Regions from separate parts of the Mus musculus genome. Here region 1 is linked to region 2. The links are chromatin contacts, called in public Hi-C maps. All regions are on one chromosome and are shown on one strand. The core of a region is the stretch at or near the end of the contact, and the rest is flanking DNA. Distances in the headings are between cores, read along the strand shown. Region 1 overlaps Zfyve28 (zinc finger, FYVE domain containing 28). Region 2 overlaps Poln (DNA polymerase N).

Region 1 (5,685 bases), core at 308-2,807, 110 kb before region 2:
TGGGAGGTGTGGGGTATCATGGCCTGTGTCGCCTGTGGGCATGGGGCAGACCCACCTGGCTACTTTCCTGCTCGTCCTTCAGGAATGTCTGTCATGTTCCTTTCCTATATGACTCCATGAGAAGGAAATAGCACCAACCCCTCACTAACTTTATGTCATGGAAATGTAGCTGCCCTCCAGTCTCTGCCCACTTCTGCTCAGGGCTACCCCAGCCTCTCCCTCCTTTGCCTTTGTGAATCCTAGAAGTTCTAAGACTACTTTTCTGTCTCTGGGATGCTGTGTCCCATTTGTTACCCTGCCTCATCCTTTCTTGAAGAGTGCCTTGGGCCTCTGTCCAAGGTTGCTGTTGCAGTGGTAGGTGGATAGCTCAGCTTGTCCCTAACTGGGCCACTCAGTGGACACAGAGCACAGGTACTTCCTGCTGTCTGCACGGTTCTCACCGTCACTCTTGAGAGGATGCTGATTTTACTTTGCATCATCCGCCTCATGCAGCCCAACCCAGTCATCCCTGATTCAGGTCAGGGATGCCTTGTGGGGGGTGGGGCTCCTTCTTGAGGGAAGGATATATTGTAGTTGGCTCCTTTTCCTGGCCAGCTGTTTCTTGCTGTCATTCTTGTGCACACTAATGAGGGCACTGGGGATTGTATATACAACTTACTGGCAGTCATGATGCCTGTCACAGTGTTGCAGGGGTACTTAGCAGGGGGTGGACCATGGGTTTGGGATTTGAGCTTGGAGCCAGGCCACCTGGTCTCTTCAGTCTATGCTGCAGATTATTCTCTTCCCTCAGGCCGTTGTTCCTTTAACCACAGCACTGAAGTGGTTTGTTTGTATTTTACCACAGTGTCGGTGTTTGCTAATGTGAACAAAAACAAAAGTGTCACTTGGCCTTCAGAGAGTGCTATGAAAGGCTAGGAGAGGTTGTGCTGTTACCTAAGGACAGACAGGGCTCCCAGTGGCCCCATACCTCCAAGGACAGGCCAGCTGTGGATCTGGGTCAGGCTGAAGGGATGTGAGGGATGCTGACTGTCTCTAGGTACTTGTGTGAATGAGTGGGGTAAGGGTACCCTAGGAGAGCCTAGGTCAATGTTTGGAGACAACAAGCAGTCCCAGCCTTGGGGATGTGTTGCCTGAGACCTGTGCGGCTGTTGGGATTAGTAGTTGTGTGTCGAGTTAAGGTTCCTTCAGAGCGTTTTCTTGCTTCTCTGTGGAGTGCAGAGTTTAGCGCTTTCCTGGAGACCTGGTCCAGGAGAAGTCAGGACCCAGGATGGCATTATGGGTGACCATCCCTTCGTTGACCTCTCCAGTCTCTTTTCGAAGTCCATGTATGACCACTGTCTGTGGATAGGCTGAGACAGAAAGGTAATGTACCAGGGCTCCATGTTCTGAATATTGAGTGGCCCTTAGCTGGTTATGAGGAAGGGTTCCCGGAAGTTGGTATTCAGACCCCAGCTGACATTCTGACAACATCTGCTTGAGGAAGAAGCAGCTGGACTCTGTGTCACTTGTGGGCTGACCCGGGGCAGGAGCTGTCCTCTCTGGTCTGCCACGCTTCCTGTGCTGCTTGCTACCTGTGCAGATGTCACATCCTGCTGCCTGCCTGTTATTCTCTTACCTCGAGCCTGACCAAGACCATGAGGTTGCTCTCTAGAGCTACAGAGCATCCATTAGTGTCCTCTGACTGCAGTATTCATGTAATTTTTAGGAAGCAGGAGTGTGAACAGGGTCTAGCCCTGGCACTGGCCTACCCTTTCCTTCCACCAGAGAGGCCTAGGGGTTCTCACTCTGGCCCTGGGTAGAAGTCCTAGCTTCATGGCATCCAGCATGCAAACCATGTAAACCAGGCCATTTGTTACTTTCATGTGCTTCGACCTCCCTGCCTGGACTGCTGCACAGAAGACTCTGATGAGCAGTGTCTGATACGGGGCTGGGCCTGACTTCCCTGGAGTGGCTCATGGTAAGCAAGGCACAGGTGCTTTGATCTCTGATTCTGTCCTAGTCCACAGAAGTCCTCTGAACTATAGGGAAACACTTCAGAGTCACCCATGGCTACTCAGAGGGCCCCTGTGAGCAGGACCCAAGCTCACACTGTGAGCATATCCACACTGATAGCCACACTCACCAGGAACCAGGCATCTGAGTGAATACATAATGCAGTCAACTTCTTGTAGTTAGGGCTGCAGTAGTCCATTATGTATCGTGACTTTAACTTTATAAGTGCCCGGTATATCTGTGAGTGAGTGTGTGTGTGTGCGTGTGTGTGTGTGTGTGTGTGTGTGTGTGTGTGTGTGTGTGTGTGTGGTGTGTGTGTGTGTGTGTGTGTGTGTGAGTGAGAGAGAGAGAGAGAGAGAGACGGTGTGTACGAGAGTGCTCTCATGTGCATGATAACAGGCAAGCTCACATCACAGGGAGATCAGGGCACAACCTCAGGTGTCACTCCTTGCCACCCACCTTGTTCAAGTCAGGGTCTCCTCTTTGTTGTTCGCTACTGCACACCCCAGGATAGCCGGCCTGTGAGCTACTGAGGTTTTCCTGTCTCCACCTCTCTTTTCTCCAGAGGAGCACTGAGTTTACAAATGTGTGCCACCATGCCTGGTTTTTTAAGGTGGGTCCTGGGGATCTGAACTAAGGTCCTAACCTCTGCACAGAAATTTATCTCATGAGCTGTCTCCCCAATCCTCAAAAATTGTTTTAAAACAAAATTCTTTATGATTAATTTATGAATAAATGTTTGACTTGTATACCTGTTTTATGCACTTATATATCCAGGGTGATCTCAAGGTTTGTTGGGAAAGGTTTTTTCTAGTGAAAAAAAGCCCAAGGACTCTTCTAACCTTTTTTCTCTCTCCTTGGCTGTGGGTGTAGTTAAGACAGTATCCACACAGAATTGTTTTAAAGGCATTCCTGTAGTTAGAGTATGCTTTTACAATGTTGCAGTTTTTATTTCAAACTTTTTCACAAAGTACCTATCTCTTGCTACTTAAAGTAACCTCTTTTTGTACAGTTTCTTTTGGGACATCAAACACTTAAAATCTTGCCTGGAGAGATGGTTCAGTGGTTAAGAGCACTGACTGTTCTTCCATAGGGTCCAGGTTCAATTCCCAGCACCCACATGGCAGTTCACAACTGTCTGTAACTCCAGTTCCAGGGGACCTGACACTCTCACACAGATACACATTCAGGCAAAGCACCAATGCACATGAAATAAAAATTAAAACAAACAAACAAACAAACAAACCCCCAAACCACAAAATCAGCATGCCGCCTCCCAGTATCAGACCTGTGAGCCAACCTGCATGGGGCCAGTGCCCACCAGGCTGGTGGAGCACTGAGTGGTGAGTTGGTGAATTGGTTCTTTGGGCCCTACTCAGCATACTTACAATTATAGACTTAGTAACCAAAATTTTCTCTTGGATCCTTTAATCAGGACCAATTGACTCTCATTGGTTTTGTTAACTCATTTCCTGGGACCCCCTGCCTGGAGGCTTCCTCTTGCACAGCACCTGGGGCCTGGGATAGGCGTGACTGGCACAGTAATTTAGAATCCATCCTGCTCCCACACTTTGGCTTGTGGGGAGACACAGAAGGACTTTGGTTCTTTAGTCTGACAAAGCTGTCCTGAGGGGCCTGGCGCTCTCACTCCATTGGCAGCTAAAATTTAAAACAGCAGACATTTTGCGTTTTTGTAACATTTTCTGAAAGCTCTTACTTTCTTCTGCTCTAGGTGTATGCATGCCTGTGTGTGCATTATAAGTGTGTGTGTGTGTGTGTGTGTGTGTGTGTGTGTGAGAGAGAGAGAGAGAGAGAGCAAGCAAGCGAGCAAGAGCGAGCTTTGGTCACAATGGAGAATATAGGGCAGAGGGTGAAACTTGACTAGCATGGAATATAATTTTGAATGCTAACGGGTATAGGCCTTCTACTTTAGGTCCTTCCCATACTGAACAGTTAACTCACACATTTGTGCACACATAAATGCATGTACATACTAATAGAAATGCATGTAAATATACACATGCACAATGCATATGTATATAGCCATTCGCACACTCACCTACGTACACATGGGTGCTGTTGGTTTCTGCAGAGCACAACAAGAGGGAGGTAGGTGGGTCAACATGTTGTCCTCTTGACAGGAGGCTGGGTCCCCTCCTTGGTGATGGGTTGGTTTCAACCTGGGAAACTGTGACAGATGGGACTTTCCTGACACCCCTAGGCCAATGTCAGCTGCTCTGCTCCTTGTCTGCCAAGCCTTCCTTTCTAGCATTTCTTGGTGGGGAGCTTGTGGGTTTGAGGTCAGAAGGGAACTAGGGTTCGTTGACCTGGTTGACCACCCTAAGCTGGCTGACCAGTAAAGTGGATCATACTGTGTACAGCACACATCTCTTGGGTGAGCAGAAAGTTTGTCCCTGCTTGAGAAGGAGTCAGACCCCTTCTAGGAGAGGGGTGTAGCAGGAGGAAGCTATGGCCATCTACTGGGAAATAGGTGTGTCTATGACTGCCCCTCCTTCCTCAGGGAATGTCAGCAGGCCCTGGCTCCTAGGAGGCAAAGCTAGGGGGCGACACAAGCCAGTCTAGGATCCTGGGGGCTGTGTCAGAGAGTGAGTTGGCCTTTGAGAGTTGTGGCCATTAGAGGAAAGAATAGGGAGTTGGCCAGACTGTGCGGTGGGAAGAGAGGAATAAATGCGTCTCTTGTCTCCCACCCTGCCCTTTTCAAAAGTGATTTTTTATTTTATTTGCACATGTACACAGAGGTCAGTTTGTGGGATCTGGGTCTTTCCTTTACAACGTGGGCCCAGGGACTTGAACTCTGGATGTTGAGCTTCATGTGCTGAGTCACCTCAGTTGTGCGCATGCACCCATGGCTTGGTGTAGTGACATTTTGGACAATTCTGGGATTTTGTTTTTTTTAAAAACAACACAGAAACATTGTAAGAATGTGTTTCCATTTTAATCCCGGGTGTGGGGCTGCTTCAGACTGTCAGTAGCAGCTGACCACCAGGCATGGTTTTGCCAACTGCAGTTAGTGTCTGTGATTGTGTGATATTTGGAATCCTGGGAACTTTCCAGAGGGCCCTGAGAGTCAAAGGGTGGTTGTTGGTTGTTTCAGGAGGTTGGTTGTAGTTTGTTAGTAGCTATGGTCAAAGAAGAAAAAAAAGGAAAGAAATTAGATTCAGGGAATTTTCTAGTGCTCTCTCCCCCCTCCATCCTTGTTTTTCTCCTATCTAGTACTGCGGAGGGGCAAGGTGGGGGAGGAGGAACAGGGGATAAAGGGTAGGAAAAAGAAGAACCCACAAGTAGGAAAGACCAGCTACAGGTTGGTGTCTGTGAATATGAGTGGGTGTACATGCTACAAACATGGAGGTCAGAGGACAATCTTGGACATTGGTCCTTGCCCTTGATCCTGTTTGAGACAGGGTCTCTCTGTTGCTATTCTCTGTGCATAGGCTCAAAGCTTTCTGACTCATGAGCTTCTAGGGCCTCTCTTATCTCTGCTTCCTATCTTATTGTAGGAGTGCTGCTGTTACAGATGTGTATTACCATGTCTCATGTGGGCTCTGAAGATTTGAACTTAGGTCATTATGCTTGCATGGCAGGCCTGTACCCACTGAGCCATCTCCCAGACCCCCAGCTATACATCTGGATCTCCTCTCATCCCAGTCTCTTGTGTTCCATAGCTCTCCTGGG
Region 2 (5,760 bases), core at 260-2,759:
TGAACTTAAATATGATAATCACAGATCGTCTCATAATCGATGTTATATTACATGATAAAGACATTGAGGAAAGAAACACGCTCTTAAAATATGACAGAAGACATCACTTATAGCCCTCATTTCTTCAACTGCTCATGTAGTGTTAGCTGGCATTTGTAACTACCTTTTACTACACACTCAGTATTTTCTCCATCCTTAGCAAGGTCTTGCCACTTTTCCTAGAGGAGTAACCTATACCTTCATTCCTGAAGGGTCTGTACCTTTTCTCGTCCTGTTTGGATTAGGTTGTAGTTTCCCATTGGTTTTAATCACAGGACATGGTAGCACCAAGAGATGCCAAAGGATCATCTGAATTCCAGATATAATCTTTCTTGCCTCTATAATGGAGACTCAATCTAATTTCCTTTTGGAATCTGGATCAGTCTCCCCTCCTAATAATCTTACTCCTTTCTTAGCCTGTTGGTTTAAGGGTATCAGAAGCCCAAAGTGTCCAGGGGACAATCTTGAGCTTTCAGGTCAGTGGAATTTATTTATTTATTTATTTATTTATTTATTTATTTATTTATTTATTTATTTCGGCTCCTGGCAGGAGCACTCCCTATGGGAAATCAAAACTTCTAGACCAGTAGAACTTAAGGTTGAGGGGGCACCCATCAACAGATGAGTAAAGGATATATATATATATGCATACAGTAGAATCTTACTCAGCCATAATGAAACTGACATTTGTAGGGAAACTGGAGACCATATTAAGTTAAAGAAGCCAAACTCAGACAATGTTTTCTGTTTAATCTTGTGTTCATAAAGTAGAGGAAGACTTTGGGAAAGGGGGAACCAGAGTAGGTTGAAATGGAAAATAGAGTGAATTATCAAGTACAATAACGTGTGAAAACCAAATGGTACAAAAAGTATTGTTCTGGTGGTTTTGCCATCCAGATATACAAAGGGCCTAGAAGCCCTTCCCCGTGCAGCTAATCCATGTCCATGTTGCCTGGATGACTGAAGATCTAAGCCCTACTGTCCTTCTGCTTGAAAGTAGTGCAGTGTCATTTGTCTTAGAAAAACCTGGTATGTTTGTTCATCTTGTAATGTGTTAGGGACACCCAAAACTAAACTGATGTCTTATTACTCTACTTTTTCTTAATGTTTCTATGTGCTCAAACATTTTATCTGAAACTTTCAGAGTTTATATGTACTTTATAGTATAAGTTAAATGTTTTGCTTTCTTGGGTCTCTTTCCACTTCCTGTTCTTTTCATTAAACTGGTCTAGCAGAACCAGGTTTGCTAAGGGAGTATTTTCTTCCCCTCAAGGGACAGAAGTCACATAGTAACTTGAACAGGGAATGTTTAAATTGTTATTGACTAGATGGATTTTAACAACCAAGGTATATAAAGAGAACTCTAAAAGATCTAAGTAGCAGACAGGGAGCAGCTTCCTACCCCAGTGCTGGAGCAGTGTGCTGAAAAAAGGAGAGGTGTCCATCCTCTGGCAGTGTTCCTCCAGCACCCTCTGCTGACTATGTTTAGCACTGTGCCACGAATTTACAGGGTCAGCTCCAAGATCACAACTAGCTAGGAAAGTCAAGAAGTTCATGTTCACTTAAGATGGATGATAGAAACTTTTATCTTGCCCCAGGACTGTTAGGAAGTGTTTCCATGGCATCATGCCAGTCCAACAGCACAGATATTGTCTGTGGGAGCTTTTGCTGTGAGGTGGGTGGGAGATAAACTCTAAATGATTCAGAAGGCTTAGGGGATGCAGTAGGGTATTTACAGGATTGTATGCCTCCCACCACTAAGGAAGAGTCATAGACCTGATAGAAAACTTGGAAGAGAATGAAAGCATATGTCTCACATTTGGGAATGTGTTCTACCCCAAACAGTGAATGATACAAAAGTCACCTGCTTCATGTAGGGCCTAAAGTAGATGGGGTTCAGGCAGTGAAGCTAGTGTCCCAGCCATGTGTATTTCCAGCTAAATAGACCTGATGATATTAAAGGTGGGGAAAAAAAAGATGTGTGGCTTTTAGAGCCTTAACAAAAGAATCATAATACAGACTTCAATAATATGAAGCAAGGCTATTCCATCAGCATCAGAGAATCATAAATCTTTTAAAAGATTAAAATTAAACTAAAAATTCCTGAAATGGAAACTTAAGGGTTCTTTCGAAAGCTGAAAATTGGTTGGATGGTTGCTGGGGCGAACATGTTGTCTTAGTTAGGCAATTCTTTATTACCAATCAAAGCCAGCTGGGGGCAGGACCCTCAGGTCTGGAAGCATAGTTTTTTTGGGAGCCAAAATAAGACAAAGCATTAGAACCAATTCCCAACAATTTAACTTCGAGTCATTTGTTTCACTGCTCCCAGACATACCTTCCCCAGAACCCTTCTCCAAGCTGAGGCTGGTCCTTGGCACTAATATATTTTAAAGCTTAGGCCTTTTGCTAGGGCAGTCTTCCAGTTACCATTTAAACTTAATCTGACTATTCTAACCTGTAACAGACCACATGGCTAGTTCATTCCCTCCCTCCTCTGTTATAGTCCATCTCTATCTGCCTCTGTGCCCACCTTATACTCTGCCTCATCCTCCCTTGCATCACTCTCTGTGCCCAGAAGTCCCATTCTCATACTTCCTGTCCCAGCTACTGGCCATCAGATCTTTATTACAACCAGTCTGCAGTGAGACAATACCTAATACATCTCTTAGATTGCTTATAGCCAGGTAAGTAAGGGCAAACATTTACAAAAGAAAACCCAGTGATGGGCTGTCTTAGTTAGGGTTTTACTGCTGTGAACAGACACCATGACCAAGGCAAGTCTTATAAAAAACAACATTTAATTGGGGCTGGCTTACAGGTTCAGAGGTTCAGTCCATTATCATCAAGGTGGGAGCATGGCAGTATCCAGGCAGGCATGGCGCAGGAGAAGCTGAGAGTTCTATGTCTTCATCCAAAGGCTGCTAGTGGAAGACTGACTTCCAGGCAACTAGGGTGAGGATCTTATGCCCACACCCATTCCAACCAGGTCACACCTATTCCAACAAGGCCACACCTCCAGATGGTGCCACTCCCTGGTCCAAGGATATACAAACCATCACATTCCACTCCCTGGTCCCCGTAGACTTGCTCAAAAACATGAGTCTATGGGGGCCATACTTAAACATAGCATAATGCAAAATGCATTTCGTCCAACTTTCAAAGTCCTCATAGTCTATAGCAGTCGCAACAATGTTAAAAGTCCAAAGTTCAAGGTCTCTTCTGAGATTCATTCAACTTAATTAACTGTAATCCCCAAAGCAAGGCAGGAAACCAGCTGGGCAAACTCCAAACTCTGCATCTCCATGGCTGATGTCAAAGCCGTCTTCAGATCTCCACTCCTTTTTCATCTTTGTTGACTACAACAAACTGCTTTCTCCTGGGCTGGTTCCACTCCCTGTTAGCAGCTTTCCTCAGCATGTATCCATGGCTCTGGCATCTTTAACATCTTTGAGTCTCCAAGGCAATTTCAATGTTACAGCTTCTTGTTTCAGTGTCTGGGATTCCACTTGATCTTTTGGACTCCTTCTAAGGGCTGGCATCACTTTTCCAGCTCTGCCCTCTGTAGCACTCTAAGCTCAGGTTGATCCACTCCACTACGGCTGCTGTTCTTGGTGATCATCCCATGCTACTGACATCTCCAATACACTGGGGTGTTCCACTCCACCTAGGCTTCACAATAGCCTCTCATGGGCTCTCTTCAGGGTGCCAAGCCTCAAATCCTTTGCATGACTCCTTCAGTCCTGGGCCATCATCTACAGCTGAGACTTCACCTTCTCCAATGGCCTTCGCTGGCCTCTCACAGTGCTAAGCCTCAGCTTCTCTCCATGATCCCTTCATTCCTTTACAAGCAGTACCACCTGAGTGACTCTTACACATTACCAAGTCCAGCCGCAGCATGAGGTACAACCTTGGGTATCTCTGGAACACAGCTTCTTTGTGTTCCCAGAAAACAATTTCCAGATTTCACCTCAGTGATGCTGGTCTCTTCTTAATCACTGCTAATTCCTTAGCTCCAGCTAACCAGCATCAATTTTCCCAGTAGTTCCTTCCATTCTTAACTCTAGAGCCAGAGCCACATGGCTGAAGCTGCCGAGTTCTGCTGCTTACAGGAACTAGAACATGATCCCCTTGTACTATTACATTATCACTAGCTTTATGTTTTCTAAATCCTTCACTGCCTAAGCTTGGCTATCCTGGGTCTTGCTCTGTAGATTGGCCTTGAACACAGAGATCAGCATGCCTGTCTCCTGGGATTAAAGGTGTGTACCACGATGCCTGGATTTAATTTAGCTGGGTAGGATCTTGCTCCAAGATCCCACTCCCTTAATCTGTTATCTCCTAGAACACAAGATTTTGTTCCATTTCACTTCCTGGTACCCCTTTAATACTCGAACTATATATTTTATATTTTGCCTTTTTAAGCTTGCGATGCTTATTCAAACTTCTCTTTGTGAGACTTAACCAGAGAACAAAGTCTCTGCTGGGCTTTTTTGAAACTTCCATTGTCAATGCAATTAATGCAATTAATCCAAGTCTCTTCACCTTAGCCTCAGGCAGACTTTTCAGACAAGGGCAAAAAAGTAGCCACATTCTTCACCAAAATACCACAAAAACAATCTTTATGCCACATACTGAAATACTTCTCCTTTGAAATTTCTTGGGCCAGGTCAACACAGTTCAAATTACTCCCAGCAACTAAGTCTTCCATATTCCTACTAGGATGACCCATTAAGCCCCATTTAAAGCATTCCACTGCTTTCCAAATCCAAAGTCCCAAAATCCACATTCTTTCAAATAAAAGCAAGGTCAGGCCTATCACAGCAATACCCCACTCCTGGTACCAACTTCTGTCTTAGTTAGGGTTTTACTGCTGTGAATGGAAATCCAAGGATCTAGCAGTTACTCAGTCTCACACAGCAAGCAGGCGAAGGAGCAAGAGCAAGACTCCCTTCTTCCAATGTCCTTATATTGTCTCCAGCAGAAGGTGTAGCCCAGATTAAAGGTGTGTTCCACCACACCTTTAATCCAGGATGACCTTGAACTGGGAGATTTAATCTTCTGGAATCCATAGCCACTATGGCTCAAGATCTCCAAACCAAGATCCAGATCAGAAACTTCTATCTCTAAGCCTCCAGATAAGGGTCACTGGTGAGCCTTCCAATTCTGGATTGTAGTTCATTCCAAATATAGTCAAGTTGACAACCAGGAATAGCCACTACACATGTGAAGGAATGTTTTGTTAAAGGCTAAGGCCAACTTGTGAAAGAATGTTTCACTGAAGCAGACACGGGAGAGAGGATGTTCTGCTAAAGCAAGTGCATGAAAGGACATGTGATGAAGGATTCTTTGCTAATGATATGCATATATTGGTCTGCCTTACATTTCATAATTGAGCTGCATTTGTTGGGATGCCATAAAGAGACACCAAAAACCTTGTGGTGGTATACTGCAGTTTGTTTCACTTCAAGGATTTGAGCTGATTGGATACACGTGCTGAGGCAAGACCCATGGAGGACATGTGACGTTTGGATGATATAAATAGGACTCCACAGAGTGACGGAGACCGAGCTTGGCTTGCTGATACCCCTAGCTGTGCAACGCTTATGGGTCTTGAGTCTTTGTTTCCCTGAGAGAGGCACACCTGGTGTTCCTGCTTGTTCCTTCTGACAGAGGCTGAGGCCTAGCTATCTCTGCTAGATCATGTCACTGCTGTTGCTAACT

Evidence for each region. A called contact is a pair of places that touch in the nucleus more often than the background predicts.
Region 1: a Hi-C map of Th17 cells shows a contact between it and region 2, with 3 times the contacts expected there. The contact joins two enhancer-like sites. A contact is called at or near these places in 3 of 15 datasets of contacts at CTCF or cohesin (CD8 T cells, pro-B cells and stem cell-derived epiblast-like cells), 36 of 484 Hi-C or Micro-C datasets (the 63-12 cell line, the AML12 cell line, CD4 T cells and 23 more), 4 of 115 datasets of contacts at active chromatin or transcription factors (T-cell acute lymphoblastic leukemia, double positive thymocytes, thymic regulatory T cells and 1 more) and 3 of 9 other capture datasets (adipose tissue, liver and pancreatic islet).

What each region holds. Positions count from the first base shown.
Region 1 is chr5:34,245,178-34,250,862 of GRCm38.p6, reverse strand. All of the region lies in intron 1 of Zfyve28 (zinc finger, FYVE domain containing 28), which reads left to right. Among named protein-coding and RNA genes, the nearest start is that of Zfyve28, 40 kb to the left of the region's middle. Within about 2 kb of position 1,557, at least 35 of the 459 cell types and tissues checked have an H3K27ac peak or open chromatin away from gene starts, as enhancers often do.
Region 2 is chr5:34,135,745-34,141,504 of GRCm38.p6, reverse strand. All of the region lies in intron 2 of Poln (DNA polymerase N), which reads left to right. Among named protein-coding and RNA genes, the nearest start is that of 4930557J02Rik, 20 kb to the right of the region's middle. Within about 2 kb of position 1,509, at least 2 of the 459 cell types and tissues checked have an H3K27ac peak or open chromatin away from gene starts, as enhancers often do.